2 separate regions of the Cyprinus carpio genome follow, and region 2 is linked to region 1. The links are chromatin contacts, called in public Hi-C maps. All regions are on one chromosome and are shown on one strand. Each heading gives the region's core, a stretch centred on a gene start, on an enhancer-like site or on the middle of the called end of the contact. The rest is flanking DNA. Distances are from core to core; before and after follow the strand shown.

What was found. A called contact is a pair of places that touch in the nucleus more often than the background predicts.
Region 2: a contact with region 1 is called in a Hi-C map of skeletal muscle, with 7 times the contacts expected there. The contact joins the promoter of LOC109076521 here to the promoter of LOC122139958 in region 1. A contact is called at or near these places in 3 of 8 Hi-C or Micro-C datasets (liver and skeletal muscle).

Annotation. Positions count from the first base shown.
Region 1 is chrB16:10,701,951-10,707,142 of ASM1834038v1, reverse strand. LOC122139958 reads left to right here and starts at 2,288. Exons shown (of 2, transcript XM_042740697.1): 1 at 2,288-2,389; 2 at 2,576-3,558. The coding sequence starts at 2,387. The coding sequence ends at 3,073. LOC109080439 reads left to right here and starts at 3,748. Exons shown (of 9, transcript XM_042741881.1): 1 at 3,748-3,982; 2 at 4,208-4,658. The coding sequence starts at 4,217.
Region 2 is chrB16:10,889,751-10,894,702 of ASM1834038v1, reverse strand. LOC109076521 (39S ribosomal protein L13, mitochondrial) reads left to right here and starts at 3,133. Exons shown (of 7, transcript XM_019092213.2): 1 at 3,133-3,346; 2 at 3,922-4,045. The coding sequence starts at 3,215. LOC109080862 (mdm2-binding protein) reads right to left here and starts at 3,058. Exons shown (of 22, transcript XM_042740707.1): 1 at 2,862-3,058; 2 at 2,683-2,763; 3 at 2,516-2,589; 4 at 1,535-1,677; 5 at 1,297-1,355; 6 at 988-1,129; 7 at 755-869. The coding sequence starts at 2,925.

The DNA of each region.
Region 1 (5,192 bases), core at 1,039-3,538:
AAGTGACCTGAATTCTGCAGGTCATGTGTCTAGACATGAAACAGCTCCTCGAATGTAATAAAGCTTGAATTTGCCATTGCTTTGCTGCAGTCAGGTTCGATATCATCTGGTATATCATCATTTACATTTGCCTCAAAATGAATAGGTAGACATTTAGTTTTAATTTTATCACAGCCAAGAATAACATGTTGTTCCTGAACCTTGACTCTCTTGACTTGCTTCTTAGCTGCGATCTCAACAGTGAAGAATGTGAAAGGCTTCTTGCTGATGCAGAGGTTCCCTTCATACATTTTTCCTGCTGATGAACACACAGCTATCACCCTTCTTGCTTCTCTGAAGGGAAGGAATGACTGAATCGGCCTGTTCCAGGTGTTGATTTTGGTGATGAACTTCTGCCATTCTCTTAGTTTGCGTGGATCATTTGGTGCGTCCTTACGAAGGTGGTGGTTCAGGAAAGTGTCATACCCATCCAGGTTCTTTGCTTTAGTGCAGGGCTTAGATGGGTACCACATGTCCAGCTCACTCAGACTAGTGTGGAGCACCACAGTCAAGATGATCACGAATGACAACATTTTAAGGATCTGAGGATGTTTGTGAAAATGCAAAAAAATGTCATTATTTTATAATGCTGATTTAACAGATTCTGTCAGCATTAAAAAGTTAAAAATCTATGTACTCAAAATACAGTGCAACTTTAAATTGGTTAATTTCAATTCAACAACAATGGAGAGACTCATTCTTATGTTATTTACCAGCAATAATAATAATAATAATAATAATACCATTAAAACAACAGACATACAAGACCATTATGAAAAACATATTACCATAATGCAAAAAGTACTTGTGTCCAGTCAGATGTTTGTCAGTGCTTTGACTCAGGTTCAGGTTTATATAGGTAGGTGTGCTGTGGGAAAAATAACGCTAGCAGTTCATCCAGAAGGAAGTGGCTAACCATCTTTAAGCTTCTTTATCACACTTTAAAATCTAGCATTGTGGCTTTTGTTTGTAAAAGAAGCAGTAAAACATGTTAAAACAAATATTTAACCAATTTGAATTATAAACCTCATATAATCAGAGGACAAAACAAAGAAGAAACAAATCACACAAAGAATAAAGTTGTTGTTTCTTTTCTAAGCTTTATCTAGAGTTATGTGAATTTATGCAGCGGAGCTTGAACTGATGTGGTTGCAGACTGAATTGTAGATTAGACTAGCACAGAAAATCAGTTTGTGACTGACATTTTTAAAGAACTTTGAACACCAAGGATAAAACTGAGCAAAATAAGAAATAATGCATTAATTAATATACTAGATGGAAAGAATTATAATTTAGTTGGTAAAAAACAAAAAAAAAACAAGGGAAAGAAACTGTGCGTGTGGGGCTGCAAGTTTCTAACCACATTTTGACAGGTGACACCAATAACGTTTTCCGTCGCACATTGCCATTATCACGACTGACCTTAGTATTACTTTGACTCAGTGGAGAAATACACATCATGCTTGAGGTCTGAGGGGCTGAAAATTGAGTGTGCACCTTCATGTTTTGACACCTGGTTGTGGTCCTAAAAAGAAAAAAGTCTGTGTGGCCAAGTATGTCCATAGGTCAAAGTCACATTACTACTTATTCCATTTTTTTTTTTGTATTATAATTTTTGTGTTTTATATATATATGTTTTTTATAAAATCTTTTTGAACTTTTATTTTTTTTTTGTGTATGTGTGTGCACACGTTTATATTTCTCAAATATAAATCTCAAGATGACATTTTAAATGAATTAAGAGTGTATAATAAACAATATGCTTCACAGATGAAAAATAATTGCCCACTTCCTGATGTCCTTATTACAATTTAACTACATAAACCACACACAGACATAAATCAGCAAAGAAGTTAAACCGCTAAACACAAGAGCTGTTATAAATGTGTACTACATTAGATATGAAATATGTAATCCCCATGTCTGATTTTTGTTCTTTATTCAAATACTGGTGTTGTCATATGTTATAACTTCCAATACGTATCAGAATGAACACAGTACTTACAATAATGTCAAAATATTGATAGTGAGACCTGAAAGTTTAATGCATCTTATAGCAAAAGGCTAATCATTTAACTCTGAAGTAATCTTGAATAACATCAGGTCTCCAGTATGTGTAGTGTGCATATGGCTACTGGATAAACCATTTATATAGGCATTACATATCAAATGAATTGAACTGAAAGAGTTAATGAAAGATAGGTGCTTAATAAAAGGAAAGGCGGTGTCCCACTTCCTGTCGATCTGCTCTGTTTCATGCAGAGACCACCAGCTATATAAGTGATCATATAATCTAGCACGCTTGAAGCTCTGTTTGCATCTGTTGGGACTGTACACTTCTCACAATATGGTAATGCACTGTTTCTAATTATGCATTGAATAAATCTGTAGGCTATAAGAGAATTTTTGAGACTTAAATGATCAAAGCTGACTTGGAAGTTAGTGGACATTTGTCATTTCTTCAGTACATAACTATTATTGATTGATTGATTGATTGATTGATTAAACTTTTTTGCATTTATACAAGCATCTTCAGACCTTGCTGTCATTCGTGGTCATCTTGACTCTCACACTCCACGCCTGTCTGAGTGAACCAGACATGCTGCACCCACCTCGACCCTGCACTGAAGCAGAAAACGAGAATGGTTACAACACTTTTCTTAAACGGCATGTACGCAATGACATACCAACCGATCTGAACAAAGAAAACTGGAAAAAGTTTATTAACAGAATCAGAACCTGGAACAGAACGATTCAGTCATTCTTTCCCTTCAGTGAGAAAGACAACGTGGAAGCTGTGTGTTCATCAGGAGGAAAGATGTTTGAGAGCAACCTCTGCATCAGCAAGAAGCCTTTTTCCTTCATCACTATTAAGATTGACAGTAAGAAGAAAATAATCAAAAGTGTCAACCTTCAAAAGCAGCATGTGATTCTTGCCTGTGATAAATTTGGCAACAAATGTCTCCCTGATCATTTTGAGGCAAATACAAAAAAATGTAAACCAAATAACAACAAACTAGACTGCAGTAAATGAATGAATGTTTCACAGAATTAATCACAGTTTTTTTTTTTTTTTGTTATGAGGAAGTGTTTCCCTGGCTGTAATGTAACAGTAGATAAATGACCTGCAGAAGTTTTATATATTCATGTTTTTTTTTTCTTATTCTGTGGGCTGATGAAATTGCTGATGTTGAAAATATAAATAAATGTCATATATATGAAACAACTTTCTCGCTATTATGTTTCAGAAACGTCGCTAGTGTCAGGAGAGAGAAGCAAGCACGTCTTACACATCTAAACTGATGCTCCACAAAGATTTTGGATTTATTTTCAATACACAGATTTTACAATGGAAATTAAGTTAGAAAATACACAGCTATGCATTTAAAGGGTTAAAAATAGGACAGAAGCTTCTAAATTATGTTGTTTTTTTTTGATGTAAAAAAAATCTTGATAACGCTATAAGTGGACCTCAGAGAAATAAAAAACAAAGGCAGTTCATGACCCCTTTAAATTTGAGCTTATGTTACGATTATATTAAATTAAACTTTATAATAGGCCTAGCCTACATGTAATTGTAAAATTAAATAGTCTATCAAATGGCCCAATTGATTCAAGGTTTTCTCAAGACATCAGTATGCCATCTAAAGACAGTAATAAATAGGCTAATTGCTCTAAATGTCTTCCAAAAGGACCATGAGTCATCATCCTATGGCTGTAATATTGGCTTACCATCAAAACTGAGGGAGCTAAAAGGGTTGACGTGTCATAACAAGTCTCAGCATTTTGGTCATAGAATTGAAGATTGAAACTCAAAGAGAGAAATACACACCAGAAAAAACACGAGTTCGTTTAGCTATAAAGGAAGCGAAAAGATACTGTTAAAAAGAAGAACTTCACAAACATAGACCACCAACACGTAGGTCTGCAGCTCAGCATTTCGGTAAGTATCATCCAATGTCATCTCGCCTATTAACATATCTATCTAGAGTGGCTTGCCTTTAGGAAGATAACCACGCGCATGCCACAGACACGAGCAGAGCCGTGGTTAAGCCCATATAGCATGCTATTTTTAGATGACTTTGCGAGAGGACCTGAGCTTTTGAACTGCGTCTGCAAAGCGGGATATTTTTGAGGAACTTCTGCCTTTTCTCTTTCTTCACAGCAGGTCTTCAAGATGATTGCTTTTCTGCTACTTGTGACTCTGGTCTGGTCTCAAAGCCACTCAGTGGATACAAACTCTAAGCCTTGTATGCCAGCGAAGTACAACAACGCTCATAATGTTTTCCTCAAGCGCCATATTCCAGAGGAGGTGCCCAAAACGTGGGACAATAACGCTTGGGAAACTTTCCTGAGGAAAATTAAAACGTGTGGCAGACCGACGCAGTCGTTCTTCCGTGCCAGCGAGAAACAGCGAGTGGAGAATGTGTGTACTAAAGCCGGGGGTAAGACCCTGTCCCGTAACCTGTGCATCAGTAAAGAGAAATTCTCCTTCGTAACGGTGCGGGTCGATATCAACGAAGGCGCGTGTGGGATCAAAAACATCCGCAATGAGACCAAACACATCATCCTCGCCTGTGAACAGATAGGAGATGCCTGTCTTGTTCGTAAGACAAATGGTAAATCTCTGTGCCTTCATACATAAATATCATTGAGCTTCTAACGGTAAACTACTGTAATATGCACTGCATTGTGGGTATTTTGTATGAATTTTACAGTAACTTACTGTATATGGTCATTTACAGTACTTTACTGTTTACGCAAAAGCAGTAGTGCTACTGTAAATGAAGAAGACAGATTTCTATACGTTGTAATCATTGCCTTTGTCATTGTGTCCACAACTTGTATTACTCATAGGGCTATATGCATATTGTATTAATGTTTTAGGCCTATTCAAATGTCATATGATAATGTTTTATAGTTTTTTGCGTCTTGTTCTGCAGATGAAAATAATAAAATCATTCTCATTTCACACACTGGATGTTAATTTTAATAGTAGCATTTTCTACAATAAAAAACAACAACAATACTACTACTACTACTACTAATAATAATAATAAAAATAATAATAATAATAATAATAATAATAATAATAATTAATGGAGCAGAAACAATAGGGTCCTCTCACCATCGGTGCTCGTGCCCTAATAATA
Region 2 (4,952 bases), core at 1,884-4,383, 190 kb before region 1:
TATTTTATGTATTTATTTAATTTTATATATATATAAAATTATATATATATACACACACACACACACATAATATATATACAATGTGTATGTATGTATTTATATATATATATATATATATATATATATATATATATATATATATATATATATATATATATATATATATATATATATATTATATATATATATATATATATATATATATATATATATATATATATACACACACACACACAATTATTATTATTAAAGTGCTGTGTTCTAATCAATGGTTAATTTTTTAGAGACAATTATGAGAACGCAACTCATAGGTTGATTTTTTTTTTTTTGGTGCACAGTGTCATTTTAGTATTACTTATATATTATAGTATTTATTAAAAAAAAATATATTTTATCAAAATTTTAGTTCACATTGTAGTTATTTAGTTTTTTTTTTTTTTTTTTTTTTTTTATAGTATATTTCAGTAATTAATCATTTTAGTATCTTTATTTACTGTCATTTCAGTTAGTTGTAGATGAGCTTTTCATCTAATGTCAATATTTAGTTTTATTTAAAACAAAAATAAATAAATAAATAAATAAATAAATAAATAGTTCATTGATCCGTGAGTTTGAGGAGGGACTATTTGCTTGTCCAACCAACAAAACAGTATTTCTGCAATTCTACAATTACACACTTCACTTGTAACCTCATACATTTCTTTGTTTTATTACACATATTTAAACAAAGGGGCTTTAGATCAGTATAATGTACCTTTTTCTCTCTAATGTGAAGTCCACCTCTCCAAATCTCTCTCCCATCCACAGAGCTGTCAATCACTGATGGAGAACATAAGCTGCCATCTAGGTACATGGCTGCTTTCTGCCACCTTTATAGTGCAGAAACAAGAGACACAGGGCCATTAGGCATAGCAGAACATAAATAGAAAGGACAGGTCTATTATCTCAAAAATGGTGATATTATTACTGGAGAATATTGGATTTTACCCTGCTTTGTGTTCAGTGACCATGATCATCCGTGCCGAATGCCATGCCCTCAAGTGCTTCAAAGAGCCAATCACAGGCAACATATCCTTCAACCCCGCCTCCTCATCCACACACAGAACAATCACATCGAGCAAAGACTTCCCTGCAATCAAGAACAAACATAACATCAATACAATAAAAAAGCAAAGCAACACTATGATAACATTGTTTGCCGCTAGCAATATTCTCAAATATGTAAAACAAAATAAAGAAAATATTACTATGATAACTTTATAATGCCCAAAAACATTTAATATTATAAAACAGTACCTGGAGGAGGAAGTTTATCTGCTAACTGATGAAGACCTTCAGCAGCCTCTTCAAAGAGTCTATCATGATAGTCAATCATCAGGAAAAAATAAACACAGAAAGTAAATGGAAATAAACGTGCCAATAATCAACTTATGAATGACATCAACTAATCCCTGAAACAAGATTAATTCTTTGGCCCAAAAAGGTTCTTCAGTTTGAGATGTTATGTAGTGACGTATCAATCACAATCTCTCACTCTGCATGGGACGGGTTCTCTGTGAGCACGTTCTGTTCCTCTTGCTCCTGAAGGGCAGCAATGCAGGTGTCTAAAGCAGACGGCTCTGATTCCTCACTGTCACTGCGCTGGGAACACAGTTCCTCCCACTCTGAGCTGCACCACTGGAAATACACAGTAAAGAGTGTGTGTGTGTGTGTGTGTGTGTGTGTGTGTGTGTGTGTATGATCAGAAGCACTATACCAGGGTTTTTCAATCTTTCATACGTACATATGATCATCCTCACACAAGTGATCCCATTCTAAAATTTAAAGGCAACTATGTACTTTCATGTATAAAGACCCAATTTATACTAATTTAAATTGTTATAATATATATGATACTAGTATAATACTATAATATAAACTATTCAGGAAATATTTAGTTTCTTTTAGGTTAAAATATTTTTTCTACTCACTATAGTACTGAAGTACTGCATAATTGCTGTTAATGGTGTTACTCGTCTGTTTGTTTACGTCTTTTATTGATTTTTCTGAACATTTCTGCCGTATGCACATGAACTGACAGTCACCACTGATAAGCTACTACTAAATATTGTAGAAACTTAATTTTCTGTAAAGTTGCTTTGCAATGATTTGTATCGTAAAAAGCGCTATACATATAAACTTGAATTGAATTGTTAGATGCATATTCCTTATTTTAATCAGATTTTTATTATTTATTCATTTTTTGAATTTTGAATCTAATTTTACTGTTTACATATTTATTTTAATCTATTTATTTACTTATTTTTTTATTTTATCTAATTTTGTACTTTCATTTTATTTATGTTAAATATTTTATATTTATATATTTATTTTAAGAATTGATCTTTTTTAGGCTTTTTAAAAACCCTTGAACTAATCTACATTATTACTTTATAACCTTTGTTTGTCAGACCCAGGTTATGTCATTTGTAACCAATCTAATGTGAGAGTGCACTGAACAAGAAATGTTAATTACCTGTGTCGTACCATAACTGGCTTGAATGGCAAAGTACCATCTCTGTGGGCCAGGACTACCACTCAGAGAGCAGGCTTCATGAATTTAAACAAACAAAGTCAAGCTTCAAAACATAACTTATGGAAAATGAGAGGCGAATGAGGTTATGCATAAATGCACAAACCTACCTGGAAATGGAGGAATGCGCGTTAAATTCGACTTAGAAATGTTCTTGAAGTTATCAAACACTTTTTTGGTTTCATCAACCCCTGCAATAAAACCAATAACGTTACGTTAACATGTCAAAACAGCAACAGAACGCCAAAGCAGGACTTCTAACAATTACTGATATGCGGCGTCCTCTTACCGTTAAAAGAGCCCTCTTTCTTTGGCTCTAGATTGATTATAACAACTAGCACGTATCTGTCCATAACTGTATGCTGCCGTGTTCATGTAAACTAATGTTAACTTGTTACAGCTCCACACAGTACAAAACAAATTTGCGCGCGTTTACAACCAACACGGACGTTCGAAGATGACGTGACGATGACGTGTGCGCTACCAAAAAAAACACAGTCGGTAGGAACAGATTAATACACGCTTATAAATAACAACACGCGGAGATGGGGGTGAACTAAACACAGATTAAAATCATATACTTATTGTTATTCAAATTACATTATCAATGTAAAATAATCTGAGAGCATTAAAATTATAACTATGAAATATGGAACCACGTTTTCATTCTGTTGGTCGGGGGGAAGTAAATTGCTGCTGTACCACTACAGTCACGTTGAGGTCAAATTTATCAAATGCTTTTTTAAAATGTCTAGTTTTTCAAGATCAGCTCAGGTAAGTTGTTTATTATGGCTTACTGTCATACTGGTCAAATGCCATAAATATACTAACGTTACTCTGTCAGCCGATGCTTCTGTTATGGAAAGCGTGATCTTTCTATTGAACTTGTGCGTTAAAGAGCGAATGTGTATAATGTCTGCACTCATGTGCATGGAACTATTTAATTATCATTTGAAATTAAATCTGTTGTAGTGTAGCGTTGAAAATTAGTGAATGTAGATGAGTGGTAAACGTGTACTAATGAATCAGTTGACCAGTGACAGGTAAAGTGGACAGTTCACCAGACAATAAAAATAAAAAAATTCCAGATCTGTATGATATTATTTATTCTGTAGAACACAAAAGGAAATGTTAAACGGGATGTTATGGACGCCTCAGTCACCATTCACTTTCATTAGACCGTGTTCCTTGCATTAAACTGACCGCTGACTGATCTGTCATCTGATTAAAATCTGCCACGGGCGATAAAAATTGTACTTCAACTATTAGTTATTGCGAACAGATTGTGTTCGGTCATTGAAATAAATCAACTTGCATTTCATAAATTGCTCTCTCTTTTTCCCCTTCAGCAATGGGCGACCTTTGCAAGATCCTGGTTCCTAATAGACGCCAGGATGCAGCCTCCTGGAAAGATCGCCTCTATGTGTTCAGTGCGTCTTCAAGGAAAGCATAAACCCATTTACCATCCACTGAGTGAGTACATGTGTTTACTAAGCCAACCCAAAGTCTTTCTATTCATCTCCCACCTCAACATTGATTCCGTTATGAATTGACTGGGAATGTGAAGTAGCCGAATGGCCACAAGATGGAAGTAAACGACCACTGTTTAAAATAATGTTTAAAATTATGTAAACAAAGCAAGAAGTTCAATGCATTTGCCTATTTGTATATGTAAAAAATTGCCTTTATTTTAGTTGACGTTGTCCCATTATGTGTACTATGCTGTTTCTGTATACTGTAAATGGAATATTGCATATTGTATTTTGTGTTTATGTTAAGGACTTCTGTCTTAAAAAAAAACACAGACCATCTGTAATGGTAATTTATGTAACACCTAACATGAAAGGCTGAATCTTTAATGAGAATGTTTAAAATTGCAAGAGTAAACATGCTGCAAAATCATTCTCCAAAGCTGTGATCAAGATTTATTGATATAAATTCCTGACAGGAATTACAGTTCTTCCCTTGATCTGAATGTGAAAAGCTGTTAGTGTGGCAGCTAATTCCAGAGAGATGTAAGATGTCATGACTTCTGACTCCGACGGGTTCTGGAATTGATACATTAGTCTGGAGCTGCACGCCGTATGTGCCTGCAGCTCACTCACAGACCCTGCTGATGGTGCTTCCTTCCTGAGACACGCTGGGAGTTTTTAATGAAACTCTCACTCTCTGATAGATGAATGAGCATAACAGGCCAAGAGATGAAAATTCAGGGCTGTGCAGTTATTCTGCCAGGCAGCAAGTCGGAGAAAGGAGGGGCCGTGTTTTTATTTCATGCATTTGAAGGAATAAATATTTTTGGCTAGGATTTTTTTTTTTCAGTTGCTCAGTTAAACCTGTGTGTAAATGTTTAATCATAACTTTAGTGTTATATTAGATC